Regions from separate parts of the Mus musculus genome. Here region 1 is linked to region 2. The links are chromatin contacts, called in public Hi-C maps. All regions are on one chromosome and are shown on one strand. The core of a region is the stretch at or near the end of the contact, and the rest is flanking DNA. Distances in the headings are between cores, read along the strand shown.

Region 1 (7,501 bases), core at 3,404-5,903, 92 kb after region 2:
GCAGCATCCAATGCTCTTTAGCCGGTGAGCTCTGTGCCTACCTCAGGCAAAGGTCCCAGACACCGTGCCACACCCGGACCAAAGCCTCACCCTCCAGGACCTTCGCTCTACTGCTCATACTTAGAGCCTGCAAGACTATTCAAGGTAGCAATTTTGCTCTCCTCTCAGCCTTACCATCTACACTCTGGAATAACTTGACTGTTTTTCATACAAAACACATCATGCCTTCGGTGATACTGCATTTGAATTCTCAGTGGTTTGGGTTGTATTTTGAATACTAATAATCTATTTTTATTGTGTCTTTATGGTGCTGGACTTTCAACATTGTGGTTTGTGCATGCTGAACAAATGTTCAGCCATCAAATTGCACCCTCAGCTCCACTGATTTTATTTATTTATTTTTCTTTCATGTGCACTGGTGTTTTGCCTGCATATGCCTGTGTGATGGTGTTGGATCCTCTGGAACTGGAGTTACAGACAGTTGTGAGCTGCCATGTGAATGCTGGGAATCGAACCTGAGTCCTCTGGAAGAGCATGTGGTGCTCTTAACCACTAAACCATCTCTACAAGCCTCCCAGCCCTGATTTTTTTTTTTAAGCAAAGTCTAAAGAAAGTTGGTTCTTGACCACATGAACCCCAGGCCCTGCCTGCCCTTTGTAACCTGAGTAGGTTTCTATCCAGCTTGCAGGGTTGAACTGTGTCCCTGCAGGAAAGGTAGAAGGACACTGTGTCCCAGGGATTGGCCTACATTATGAGGGTGAGATTTCGAAGCAGGCAAATAGGAGGATGGGCACAATAGGAGGACCCCTGGTGGTTTGCAGAAACTGCATTTTCTTCAGGGATAGCTCTTGGCCATTAGAGGGTCAGGAGGGTCGTGGAATATGGAGGAAGGAAAATGATCTTCAGAGTCTAACTGTTGGCTGGCTTGGGCTCTTGTGAGTGCCCAGAACAGTGCCTCTAATGCCTACTTCTCTGGCTTACGATCCTTGCTTCATACCAGGCTTCTGCCATCTGCTACTCCTTTCCCTAGAGCCTCCCACTTATGCCCAAAGGCTCTTTCCTGGGTCTGCTACACACCTCTAAGCCTTTTCATGCCTTCCCCTGGCCTGGCTCTTTGGCCCTAACATTCTGTGTCCTTCTCCAACCCCGATCACTTACTTCATTTATAAAACAAGGTTGGCAACATCTTACAGGCAAATGAACACAAAGATCCCTTCCAGCTAACAATAGGCTAGCATTGCCACTCCCAAGTACTTTGGGCAGGGCAGGCAAGAAGAAGGGCTCTCATCTCAATGTGAACCCTGCTCTGGGACAGTTGGTTATTCTACAGTGGCTCCTTTGGCTACTAAAGACCATTGCACAGCCGGGATCAAAACTTATCCTATACAGTGGTTCCCACAGCACCAGCTCAACTTTCCAGCCCGTGTTCCCACCCCAGTGCCAATCAAGTCTGAATTCTGAAATCGTCATGGAGTCCAAGAAACAGAGGCAGCGGGAGTTGAAGATTCCATATTTTAAACAGATAAAGAACCATAACATAGCTTATCACATGACTGAGGTCTGTGAGCCTGCAGCAGTAGGGGTGGCGGCAGTGGGAGGGTGGAGGACTGAGGGAAACTGCAGTCTCTGGTGCTGGGATGGGAAGGTGGCTCATCTTCACCCCGGTTAGCAGGGGTTCACCTTCTTCAGGTGATTTTGAACCCACGTTTTGTTAGTTGAGGCGCAGCTTTCTCTACCTTTGTTCAGCCTGAATCTGTGAACAGAAGACACGGACAAGGACCTTGGTCACTCACTGGAATCTGTAACAGTCTTCTCTGCTTCTGTGAGACCAGGGACCCCTGAACTCCTGACTCTGTAAATGAAGAAATTTTACAAGATCTGAAGCTGGCGTGCCTGTGTTACATTGGAAGCTTATTAATGGGGACCCCTGAAGCCTACCGTGGAGACTAGAATTCCCTTTGTGGTACAGAGCACAGGAGCTGGCGGACAGTCTGATGTGTAGCTAGGACGAAACGTCCCAATCCTAGAACAACTCCTTGCTCCAGGTTTGAATATTTGTGTGTCTGCCTGGGGCCTACTGTGTGTGTGTGTGTGTGTGTGTGTGTGTGTGTGTGTGTGTGTGTTTGTAGGGTCTGAGATGTGTGGGGTATGTGTGTGTGTTAGTGTGGTATGTGTGTTTCTGTGATATAGGGGGTGTATGTGGGGATGTATGTGGGGGGTGTGGTATGTGTGTTTGTGTAGTGGGTGGTGTGTGTTTGTGTGGTGTGTGTGATATGTATATGTGGTGTGTGTGTTTGTATAGTGTGTGTGTGTGTGTGTGTGTGTGTGTGTGTGTGTGTGTGTGTGTGTGTGTTTCATGGTATATAGACATGTGTGGTGGCCAGGGGTCGGTGGTTATGAAATCTTCCTTAGTGGATTGTTTGTCCTACATTTCGAGGTAAGATCTCCCACAGAACTTTGTTAGGGCCAGCAAGCACACAGGCTATGCCTGCCTCTGCCTCATCTAGCACTGGGGTTACAAACTCACACCATCCTGCTGGGAATATGAACTCAAATCACCGTGTTTGAGCAGCCAAACTACCCACTGAGCCAACGCTCCAGCCTTGTCTGTTGTGCTTTTATTAAACATTTCTTCCTGGCTATATAGCTTGGGATCTAATCATAGGCACTTTGGGGTTCAAGCAAATAAATCAGGACCCCCCCCCCCTTCCTGGGAAGCCCCACGCCCCCTAGTGTCACTCTACACCTTAGATTGCCTGGTTGGGTTTAGACTCCCTTTTCTTGTGGAACAGCGCCATCTAGTGTGTACTATTCTCAATTCCGTCAATATTATCTCTCCCCTGGCTAGTGGCTCACTCACACCACAGCTGGGGGATCAGGACAGGAGGAGCCCATCTTTCTGTAACACTGGATAAACTTCAGGGGAAGCTCTTTCTTCAAGGTGTTCAAGCAGCAGCTATTGGAGACCGTAAGCACTAGAAGAAAAGCACAAAAAAAGACCATTCATTAGCAACCATAGCCTCTCACCCACAACAGAATTAAAAAGCAAAACCAGCCAAGTCCTTCCTAGGACAGACTCAAGCATGGAGACCACATCCCGAGGGCTGCAGTGCAGCTCTGTCTCAGCAGCAACACATTTCTAGGATGGAGACAACAATCATAAGACTGGGGAGGGGCGTCAGATGTGAGCACCCTACAAACCAGCAGGTGGTGGGGACAGAAACCACAAGCCTGCCTGAGCCATGGCTCAGCACACACTCCTGCACATACGGTGAGACTCTTCCTACCACATATACAAACCCCTTCAGTCCCAGTCTCCCAGCACAAGTGCGTGGCTCTGTGTACTGTGCTAGTACTTAAGCTCGGGGCTCTGGCCTCACATCCTAGAGGACCTGTTATCCCATCGCATGCAGGACATTGTAGTTCTTGGTTCACAGACATGGGGCTGGGTGAGGAACTCCACAAGGGCTCAGAAGGAAAAGGGGGTATTCCCAAAAAGTGGCTGGTCCACTCGCCCACACAATCTTCCACATTCCCATCCTTGGCCCTCCCCTCTTTCAGGGACCAGTAACCCCCAGTCTGCTGATTTGTACGCTCTCCTCCCACATCCCACCTTCAACATCCCTGTGTTCTAACCCTGGATCCTTCCTGTCTCGCTGTTCACAGAAACTTGCAGGTCCCCTGACCTCAGGTTGGTATTTTCCGAACAATCTAGAACATGGATTCCAGTTTATCCATACAGAAAACATCTTTAAGAGATATAATAGTTATCTGGCTGTTCACTCCTGTGGTCCTTCCTTCAGCCCCTGCCTGTCATCTGTCACACTGGAAATCAGTCTTAGTCCCTCCTCTGGACTTCAGGGATCCTAATTTGTTTTAAACAACCCCATAGGCCCTTCCAGTTGTCTGTAGGGTGAGGATCAAAATTATCTTCCACACACTAAAGCCACTTCATCTAGAAGGAGGAGGATGAAGAGGAGGAGGAGGAGGAGGAGGAGGAGAAAGGAGAAAGGAGAAAGGAGAAAGGAGAAGGGAGAAGGGAGAAGGGAGAAAGGAGGATGAGGAGGAAGAGAAAGGAGAAGGGAGAAAGGAGGAGAAGGAGAAGGAGAAGGAGAAGGAGAAGGAGAAGGAGAAGGAGAAGGAGAAGGAGAAGGAGAAGGAGAAGGAGAAGGAGAAGGAGAAGCTCCTCCCAGAACAGGGCCAGTCTTGGAACCCCATCAAGAGGATGCTGGCCCAGGTCTGTCTCTGCAGCCACCTAGTTCTAGGATTAGCAAAAGAATCAGAGGAATGGGTTTCAGGTCTGAGCTCCCCACCACGAAGTAGATGTGTGCTCCCAGTCCATAACCTTCCTCCACGCCCAGCGTCCCTATCCCATTACTGCCCGCCATTCATCTCCAGATAGGGACAGAAATGAAGCCAATGATGTCTAGGTAAGCTCTGTTCCCAGCCCAGAGTGCCTGCCTATACATCTCCCCTCCCTGGGCCCAAGCACTAGGACCCCATTACTCACTGCTCTTGCTGTCAACATCCTGTATCCACACGGCAGCCAGCAGCAGGCACATCAGTGCCATGGCAGTGGGTTTCATGGTGATAAGTTTCTGTCTCAAGCCTCTCTAGAGCAACCGCCGAATGTCTGGTGGAGCCAAGAACTCTCTCCTGCCTCACCCTGTACTGAGCTTTTATCAGAAGGCCCGGGGTGCTTTCCCAGACCATGGAGAAGAGGTGGGAGTCCCAGGGAAAAGGAACTCATACCCAATGGCCACATGGAAAACTCCTTTTCTCACCTCTCCTGGGAGGAGGGGGGCGTATTCGAGGTATGTTTGGGTGCCTAGTGGCCTTGGGAACTTCCCCAAGTGCAGAAGCAGATACCAATCTTTACGTTCTTGACAAAATACGTGGGAGCTGTCCTGGCTGAGTGGAAAGTCAAAAAAGGTGAGAGAGAGAGAGGAAGTGGCCCGTACACAGCTTGTCTAACCCACATCATTCCATTCAAAGCAGCTACAGGCCTTGGAGAAGGACAGAGCAGAGAAGGTACAATCTGCATCAAATGGAGCTTGTGTCTGGGTTCTGGCTCTGCCAATCAGCCATTGCACAAACTTCTCTAAGCTGCACATCCCTACAAAATGGAACTAGTAACACATCTCAAATCCGGGTGGTAAGAATGAAATGCAGAGCTGGGGAGATGGCTCAGTCAGCAAAGTACCTGCTACACAAGTGTGAGGACCAGAGTTTGATTCCCAGAACCCGCATACAGAGCAGGGGTAGTGGAATGATCTTGTAACCCCAGAGCTGGAGAGGCTGACCGGCTGATCCCTGGAGCTGCCTGGTTTGCCCGCTGAGCCTAGTTGGAGACCTCCAGGCCAGGGAGAGAACTTATCTCAAAAAGCAAAGTCGTTCACATGCACATAGACACATGTATGCACACCTACATACATGTACACACACACACACACACACATACACACACATACCACAGGTTGATCCTGTCTGTCTAACGTTTGGCCAACACATTTGCTATTAGTTTTATTTCTTTGTTCCCCAGCCCTTTCACAGCTTACTCTGATCCAGACCCTTGCTTGGTTACCCTTGGGACAATTGCCAATGGGGGCAAAGCCTGACCTGAGCCATCTTGCTTCAACCTATAGACAAGCCATGGAGAGCCATCCAACACAACAACGGCTCATTCAAGACAGATCTGTCATGTGGGGGGCACAGGAGAATGTTGGGGACACCCAGGGACTTCAGAGGACCCTTTCCAGACAGTGTTCTATAAGTACCATGTCCTGCAGGCTGCTGTGAAGACAGCACGTCAGGCAGGGGAAGGAGTCTGGAAAAGCCAAGTACAGAGGAACACCCTTCACTCAGCATCATGGAGAAAGCTAGAGCATGGGATGTAGATGCAGATGGGGTTGTGCAGCCAGATAAAAACAGTATATGCAGTGGGCAGTACTTGGGATAAGCAGCTCATAGGAGGCCCTCAAGAAAAAGCAGCTAAGCTTTCTGGCATTGGCATCATGGGGCCTATACACAGTGGGTTGGCTATGCTAACCTATGTTGACCTTAGCCTGTGCAACTGAAAAACCTTCAGTGTTTGTTGCCAACTGAGTGTAACTACTAGATAGTTAGAACTCTTCCCAAATAGTCAAGCTTCAGTCATCCATTTTGCTCTCCTATATCCACCATCTCATCCTTACTGTAACATCGACCTGACCACCTTCCCAGCCAACTCCCTCTGTGCCCAATCTGCTCATTTCAAACACCCTTCCTCCAATAAAAGTCATTTGCCAACCCCTGCGGGCAAATCTCAGCCTCCTTTAAGCCCCTGTGCCTGGATGGCAATCGGAAGTCCTTGTCTTCCCGCATCTCTCCACTGAGGCTCGCTCCGTGCTACCGTGGCATGTCTGAGCTGAATGAGCTTTTCAAGACCTTTGGCAGTGATGACTCTTGGCACTCCTGAGGGAGCTTTGTCGAAACTGGGAATATCTTGGCTCCATTTCAGAGTCAGAATCAAAACTCAAGTGCCTGTACTTGTGAGGAGAAAACTCCAGGCAATTGTCAAAGCACCAAGAGATAAAATCTCCACAGTATGGAGGGTGGGAGGGTGACTTTCACGAGGAGGGAAGTCTTGGGCTTGATGCTATATTGAGAATGGGGGTGGCATAGGAGGCAGAGACTCGAGCCCTGGGTATCTAAGAATAAGATCAGCTCATGATCTTTACACAGCTGGACCCATGCCAGTCAGACCCCTACTGCTTCCTGCCACCCACAAAGTCATTAAAATTACTACCCCATTGCTGCCTCTCTATGTCCTTGTCTTTGGAGGCTGATGTGTTCTGGTCCTTTACCCCCGGGGTCTTGGGAAAGGGGAGATGTGAGTATATAAAAACTGGCCAAATGCAAGTATAGACCCTTTAGACTCGGGCAGTGAAGAAGGGGCCACATAGCTGCCCTGGAAATTTCTGGTTCTTCCCCTGTTCTGGGAGCTGTCCCTCAACAACTAGCTCCCCATCTTCCCCCTCACTGTGACCACAGTATTTCCCAAACAGAAAAGAGGAACTCATTAGTACTTTGTTATGCCTTACCTTCCTGGGCTCTCTCAGCACCTGGAAAGAAGTGACCAAAAGTAGGATTTATCATCCAGCAACTTCATATTACACATGGGTACCCCAACATGGCTGTCGAGGCCCAGGGACTAGGACCATGTGATAGGTCAATAAAGCCTCTGTGGAAATGAGCAAGCAGAAATGATCGTGGATTGGCAAACAAGAGGTGACCTCGGGATACGCACTGTTATCATTCACACAAGCAAGCCTTCTTTCTGTGGCGTGTAGTTAGGAGCCCTTGTCACTCATCTTTCATTTTCTAGGGACCACTGAATGAGGACGGGGATCAGGTGGCTGGCAGCCAGGGTGGAGTCATCCTAAGATGCTGTCCAGAGGCATTCAGCCCAGCCCTGTCTACCACCTGCTACTGAGTTACAGGTCAGGTGGTCCTTCCATAG
Region 2 (7,513 bases), core at 1,999-4,498:
CTCAACAACTGGGCTTGATGAGGGACAGTTCCTAGCAGTGCCAGTTCTCGCTCTGCACATTTGACAGCACTAGGCTTCTATGCCAAGACAGACAAGAGCTCATGGCTTACTCCAGTCAATAAAAGAATAGCCGAATTGACATATGCCACTCTGGGAAGGGGCCATTAAGAACTGGGACAAATGTTTCTATGTCTTTCAAATGCCATAGTGTCTGAGGATATGTTCAGATAAGGAAGCTCAATCAGGGGCAACCATGGAATGATATACCATGTCAATCATACTACACACCCTCCTCCCCCTACAGGCAGAGTCTGGCCAGGACAACCAGAGATCTTGGGGCTCTGTTATATGACACCACCATGCCCACTCTGCCTGGTACATTAAATCTTTGTTTTCTTCCTTAAATTCCCTGTGATAGCTAATCTTGGTTGCCAACTTGACTACATCTAAAATTAACTAAAACCCAATTGTCTGGCATATCTGTGAGGGTTTTCTTTCTTAATTAAATCCTTTGAAAAAAAAAGAAAGAAATGCCGGGCATTGGTGGTGCACACCTTTAATCCCAGCACTTGGGAGGCAGAGGCAGGCGGATTTCTGAGTTCGAGGCCAGCCTAGTCTACAAAGTGAGTTCCAGGACAGCCAGGGCTATACAGAGAAACCCTGTCTCGAAAATTAAAAAAAAAAATCCTTTGAAGGGGGAAGATTTCTTTTTTTTTTAAATTAGATATTTTCTTTATTTACATTACAAATGCTATCCCGAAAGTTCCCTATACCCTCCCCCCACCCTGCTCCCCTACCCACCCACTCCCACTTCATGGCCCTGGCGTTCCCCTGTACTGGGGCATATAAAGTTTGCAAGACCTAGGGGCCTCTCTTCCTAATGATGACTGACTAGGCCATCTTCTGCTACATATGAAGCTAGAGACACGAGCTCTGGGGGTACTGATTAGTTCATATTGTTGTTCCACCTATAGGGTTGCAGACCCCTTCAGCTCCTTGGGTGCTTTCTCTAGCTTCTCCAATGGGGGCCCTGTGTTCCGTCCTATAGATGACTGTGAGCATCCACTTCTGTATTTGCCAGGCACTGGCATAGCCTTACACGAGACAGCTATATCAGGGTTCTTTCAGCAAAATCTTGCTGGCATATGCAATAGTGTCTGGGTTTGGTGGCTGATTATGGGAGTCATTCCCGGGTGGCATAGTCTCTGGATGGTCCATCCTTTCGTCTCTAACCTATATTTTAAAGGTGGGAATATGCACCTTTAAACTGGGTCACACCATCTGCTGGCAACCTGTATAAAGGACATGGAAGAAGGAAGTTAGCTCTTTCTCTACCTGTTTGCTCTCCTTCTCACTAGCAAGTCTATTCCTTCACTGACATTACAGCCTACTTTTTCATGATTCTGATGCACACTGAAGACCAGATAGGTGGCTATTGCTGAACTAGCTACACCATAGCTTAGAATACATTCTAATAAATCATATATATATATAGATATATATAAATTCTAAATATATATACATATGTGTGTATACATATATGTGTATATATATACATATGCATATATATATATATATTATATATATTCTATTCTATAAGTTCTGTTCCTCTAGAGAACTCTGAGTAATACATGCCCTATTAGTAAAGTTTAGATAATAACATTCATTTAGGAAGTGAAGAACTTGAACAAAGTCCTTTTCAGCCCTAGTTGGATCCATGTTTCAAACTATATTGCCTCTGTTGTTATCAAAGATGGATGAAGTACAATACCTGAAATCCACACTGTCAAGGGCACTCGGGAAGACAGATGCATGGCACTGCATCCAACCACTAATAATGTTCAAGAGCTGATCAGAGGACATTCACGCACATACCATAACATGTGTAAAGACCCAGAAACAACTAGACACTTATTGGCACCCAGATAACCTCTTTGTTGTCATAATAAAAGAGTCTGTGCACCTCTCATACTCAGCCCTTATCTCAAACATCCTTCAGGGTTATAACCCGCTGATTCAACAGAATAATGAATGGGTCATTACCATAACACACAATATAGCTTCAGAGGCTTCTGGGCACCCCCACTGTAGTGTTCTTCCTGATTCTTGCCCTTTAATTGGAATCACATGGCAGCTGTTTTTCCTGTATGCTCACTTGATTGTCTTGGTACAGCTGGGCAAGCCATGTCAAGTCATCAGAGGATTTTTTTCTACTGGGAAAGATCAGTATTGAGGGGATGAAATACTGGATGTTTCCCATGTCCTTTGTTAAGACATGTTAAACAAGCTTCCTTGAAATCATTTTTCTTCCATTGAGGCCCAGGATGGCTTGTCCTTGTCACATGAACTGATAGCTGTAAATTATTCCACAAGAACAAAGAATTTGCCAGGAACTAGGGAACAAATTAGGAGGCTCAATGTCCAATTGTCACAGTGATTTTGAAGAAATTGTTTCCTATCTTTGACTTCCAACTATTGGTAAATGAAACTTTGAACTAGCTCAGTGACTCCAAAATTGGTCTTGATTAAAAGTTACCCAGGAACACAGAGCACTTCAAAACCAGAAAATTCCAGACACAATCTCTATAAACTCTCTCTGTATGGCTAACCAATCCCACCACGTTATCAATACTTGCCCAGGGCATCCTCACAGGCAGGTCTGGGAACTAGTGCACAGAATGGTTGGTCTTTGGGCTTCCTGGAAACCATATGATCATTTTCTGTCCGTTTCTTTCTTTCTAATTGATATTAATTACATGGTGACATTTGCTTTGATGTGGTTACACACTTGTCATAGTGCATCTATAGAGCCTAACACAAGTCATTTCATCCGTCTAACTCTTTCTCTCATTGGAAAGGGTGAAGGGTTGAATAAGGGCCAATGCCTCATTCAACTCATCCTGTAACACTGTGACCAATGAGAATGGAGAATGGCGAAGGAGCTGAACATCAAAGCAGAAAGCTTGATTTCCAGGAGAGCCCAGTCAGTTCCTAATCGTGCCCATTGCTTTTCCCAGATAATTGTTGCGGATCTTAATTCAAGATTGGAAAGCCACTGGAGAACAATCTAGGGCCCTGGACAGAAGAGCTCCTCAATTTGCATGGTTTAAGTTTCATTTCAACTTCTTGTACTGGAATTCCTTGAATTCTGTTTAAAAATAAAACAAGAGAGGGAAGTTGCATAATCTAAGGGGTTCAAAGACTGACAGATACAACTGCCCAGGGAACTAGAATCCTAGTGCCCATAGTGACTGTCAACATTAGGATACAACTCTTACATCTTACAAGCCTCCTGGCTGTCCTGCCTGTGGGTCATGGTAGCATCCCAAGACCTCACTTGTCCACTTCTAGGAGGCATTCTGTCATTATCCAGCTATAGTTGGCTCTCTTATATAGGCTCGGGGTCTCTCTTCCAATAAATCTATGAATAATTATCTTATCAGGCTATGGGTTACAGTTAGTGTGCTGATCAGTCATCATACCCTATTCTTCAAAGCAAGTTTTGGCATCAGATAATTTAACAGTCACAGTGGGTCCCATTCCTATGCAATAAAACTAAAAGTATTAAATATAAAGAAGTTACGTGCCTTCTCTGACATAGATAATATAACTATCCTGATAGAAAAAAAAAAGATACTCTAAAAGGATACTCTAAAGAGTCCTGCTCTTGGACTATCAGAGTGTTGAAACATTAGATTGCTAGAAAGAGAGAATTCTCCAAGGATCTTATGTGGGCAAAGATCAAGACTGAGATCCTGAGCCCAGCCAGAAGGGGTGGTTGTCTCCTGAGAAAAGTGGTTTGTCGTGTATCAGGTTACCTGCAGACAAGACTGGAGTTAACACAAGAATGACAAGTAGGTTCACATGTTGACCTGGATTGTTCTCTCTATATATCTCTATGAGCTTCTATTTTTATCTAACGTTCATATTAAAACCCCAAAAGTGGGCTTGGCTAGACATCTTTCCAATGATTGAATTGCCCAGTGAGTAAATCTCCTTTTTGTCTGCTTGTCACTATTGATTGTGTTGTTAATTGGACTACCGAGGATGTGTGCCTGTGGTGGTTTGATTGGCTTCGCCCAGGGAGTGGCAGTATTAGAAGGTGTGGCCTTGTTAGAGGAGGTATGTCACTATGGGGGTGGGCTTTGAGACCCTTCTCCTAGCCACATAGGAGACAGTCAACTGTTTGCCTTCAGAACAAGATGTAGAGCTCTCAGCTCTTTCAGCACCATGCCTGCCTGGATGCTGCCATGTTTCTAACCTTAGAATAATGAGCTGGACCTCTGAACCTGAAGCCATCCCCAATTAAATGTTTTCCTTTATAAGAGTTACCTTGGTCGTGGTGTCTCTTCACAGCAATGGAAATTCTAAGACAATGACTGAACTTGATTTATTAGAGGGCTGTCAAGGTCCAGGCTCTGATCCTAATTTCAGTAAGAAATTTAACCTGATTTCCTAGTAACTGAATCCAGACTTTGATCCCTTTGGTATTCTGTTTCTCTCATAGCTGATAAAAATTGCTTCTTTGCAAATACCCAGGGTCTTGAATACTATTCAATTCAGGAGTGGCAACTACATAGGCAGTACCATTGTCTGCTGCTGTGCCCACAACAGACCTAAACGTGTCTGTCAATCACAGCATCCTATTCATTAACTCAAGTTAAAACTTAATTGCTGTTTGTCTCTTCATTTTTCTACAGCACCTTCTGGCCATCCTCTACCAGACTCTAAGGCTGACACATACTTGATAACTCTCTGTCATCACTAAACTTGTCAGAATGTTATCCTTTATATCAAAGTTAAAAAGACTACCTCAGGCATACTGGGAAAGTTATTGGCTAAATTATGACTAATCTCAAGTTGCTTAACAAAGACTCCTTTTTCATCTCGCCAGCCCTTTCTTTCCCTGTAGCTATGCTTCTCATACTTATTAATGCTGCTTGCTTATGGCAGCTCAGAAGAGACTAGTGAAGCTCTGGTGGCATTATGGAAGACAGCGACTTGATTTCTAAGTAAAAAACATACATAAATCTGTTTGGTAAGCCAACACACCTCCGCAGAATCAGACCCACAGGACACATGTGGCATCTCCACAGACTAGAAGGCAGTTTGCTATAACATCCCCAGTTCCTCTCTGGCTAGAAGAATTACTGGTTATGTTCCTGTGGTAAGGCTGCAGGGATGGATTAGCAGTTAAGGGCAAGTACAGTTATATAGGAGATATATGATGTTGTATAGGATCTGAATTCAGTTCCTGATACACACTCCAGCTCCAGAGGATACAACATCCTCTTCTCATCTCCTTGGGCACCTGTACACATTTTTGCATACACACTTGGAGATTTAATTTAAATAAATAAATTTGTATCTTAAATGAGCAAATAAAATCTATGCAAATTATCTGTACTTTTGATCAGAGTATAATTGACATGTGGAGAGGTGCAGGTATTTTAAGACACCATTCTGTGCATTTCACATGCATAAACAACTGATCTCACCATCACTCAGGTCACAACATAATTACAAATAATCCTTCTGATAAGGCTGATACAACCTCATCGTTACTACCTCTACTTAATTGGAGAGCTGGGACATTAATACATCAAAATTCAGAATAATTCAGGTTCTTTTCTATCAGTGCCTACAACAGAAACCACTAATATGACCTCTATTATCATAGGTTAACTTCACCTTTTAACTAATAAATGTCTTCTTCACAGCTGCCCAACATTCTAAAGACTAATTGACTCATATTTTAGTGTCGGGGCAAGCTTTCCAACAACGTAATCATCTGAATAAAAGGTTTTTACAATATCCACACATTTGATTTATTAATCCCTTAGCTGTGGAATTAAATGGAGACATGAATGATAATGTTGTATCAGCTTTGTCGTGCATACTATTTGTAACGGTAAAAAGATAATCTTGTAATTCCTGTCTATGGAAAATGAATAAATTAATTACTGTGCTGATGTATATAGACCTTTATGGAGCATTTAAAGTTCAAGATTATTGAAGCATACTTAATGGTTTGTCAGAAGTCTTAACATGCCAACTGAGAATATGAGATCTCAGATCAGAAATTACTCAAAATGCAAGAGCCGTGGCAGGGAAATGTGGTAAAATGAACTTCGTTGCTGTTGAAAAGTTCTGCTTGGTGAAAGGCATTGTTAAAAGGAAACTCCACAGACTGGAAGGAGGCATTTGTGATGCACAGTCTAAGAAAGAAAGTCAATCCAAAGTATTCTTGTGCCAATCAGTAAAAAAAAAAAAAAAAAAAAAGAAAAGACAGAGTCCATGTTAAACATGGTGAATGATTTGCATAGATGCTCTACTAAGGAACATAGGAAAGGAAAACAACATATGATATGATTTCCTGTGACTTCCAACTTCTCTACTTGGAAAGAAGTTGGAAGGACCACTCCTGTCTAACAAGAGAAAAATTGTTGAATCAACTGAAGACTGCCAGTTCTTAGATATGCCAGAACTCTTCAAGGTAACCAGAACAGGGATGGACACAAAACCACAGCTTGCCAGAAGCAAGAGTCAACGAGCCAAAACAACATGTTAGGAGACTGAGCCTCAGCTAGCAAACTGCTAGGTCTTACAAATGGAACTGTACAGGAGCTAATTCCCCACCAGATGAAGAAGTGAGTCCCAACCCTCTCACAAACTTTATGTCTAGGGGCTCTAGAAATCACACAAATATTCTTTCATGGTTCTAGCAGAGACAGAGGACAATGTTCATTTCAAAATATATTCAGAAGAAATGCTGCCATTCCGAAGAAAAGATAGTTCTAGATGATTCTATGCACTCTGCTCAGAAAAAATTGTAATCATTAGTTTGGCTCAAATGTGAATCCTGCAAATTATAGTAATGACGGTCCTGACACCATATCCCCACACCTGTATAGTAGTAGTGTGGATATTATGGAGGTAACCAACCTCTTTCTAAGTGGATTTAAAATCTTCTCCAAAAGACAGAACTTATGCCTGGCACTGTTAAAAAGGGACAAAACCCTGAGACTAGGTAAGTCATAAACCCTAGAGTAGAACTTGCTTCTAAGTAGACATAGAATTTAATCAACTTCTAAAGACTGATCCTTATACCCATAGACGCTCATACCTCTGAACTCTAACTAGGGAAGCTTCTCTTTGCAGCAGATGCTATGTTGCAGGATATTTGATCACACTGTAAACCCCAAGATTGTGTTACTTACTGATAATATCTGTTTCTAGCTGTGATATGGCTTAGCCCTTTGCACATACCTTTAATCCCTGTGATTGGAATATAAATATGCTTTTAGCACATACCTTTAACCCCAAACTATGAAGAGAATGCTAGTTTGTAGAAAGAAGCATCCATATTTGACAGTGATGTCTAATTGAATGTCAGACAAAGTGATGAATCAGAAAAAGAGTTGACTGACTAGGATCTGTTCAACTCTCACAAGGAGAGGGAGAAGAAAGGGAAGCTACTTAAGAGAACAGTGCAGAGAGAGGGGGAGGGGAA

The links. Hi-C and Micro-C count contacts between places; a contact is called where the count stands out from the background.
Region 1: a Hi-C map of bone marrow-derived macrophages shows a contact between it and region 2, with 47 read pairs. The contact joins the promoter of Ccl1 here to the enhancer-like site in region 2. A contact is called at or near these places in 1 of 39 promoter capture datasets (3T3-L1-derived adipocytes), 5 of 15 datasets of contacts at CTCF or cohesin (CD8 T cells, the NIH/3T3 cell line, hippocampal excitatory neurons and 1 more), 21 of 484 Hi-C or Micro-C datasets (the AML12 cell line, the BV-2 cell line, the C2C12 cell line and 15 more), 5 of 115 datasets of contacts at active chromatin or transcription factors (the NIH/3T3 cell line, bone marrow-derived dendritic cells, bone marrow-derived macrophages and 2 more) and 3 of 9 other capture datasets (adipose tissue, bone marrow-derived macrophages and embryonic stem cells).

The regions. Positions count from the first base shown.
Region 1 is chr11:82,175,159-82,182,659 of GRCm38.p6, forward strand. It overlaps Ccl1 (chemokine (C-C motif) ligand 1), which reads right to left and starts at 4,654. Exons shown (of 3, transcript NM_011329.3): 1 at 4,511-4,654; 2 at 2,861-2,975; 3 at 1,508-1,753. The coding sequence starts at 4,586. The coding sequence ends at 1,666.
Region 2 is chr11:82,084,968-82,092,480 of GRCm38.p6, forward strand. No RefSeq gene overlaps it. Among named protein-coding and RNA genes, the nearest start is that of Ccl12, 13 kb to the right of the region's middle. Within about 2 kb of position 3,249, at least 6 of the 459 cell types and tissues checked have an H3K27ac peak or open chromatin away from gene starts, as enhancers often do. A contact at or near this core is called in bone marrow-derived macrophages and granulocyte-monocyte progenitors, where this site is marked.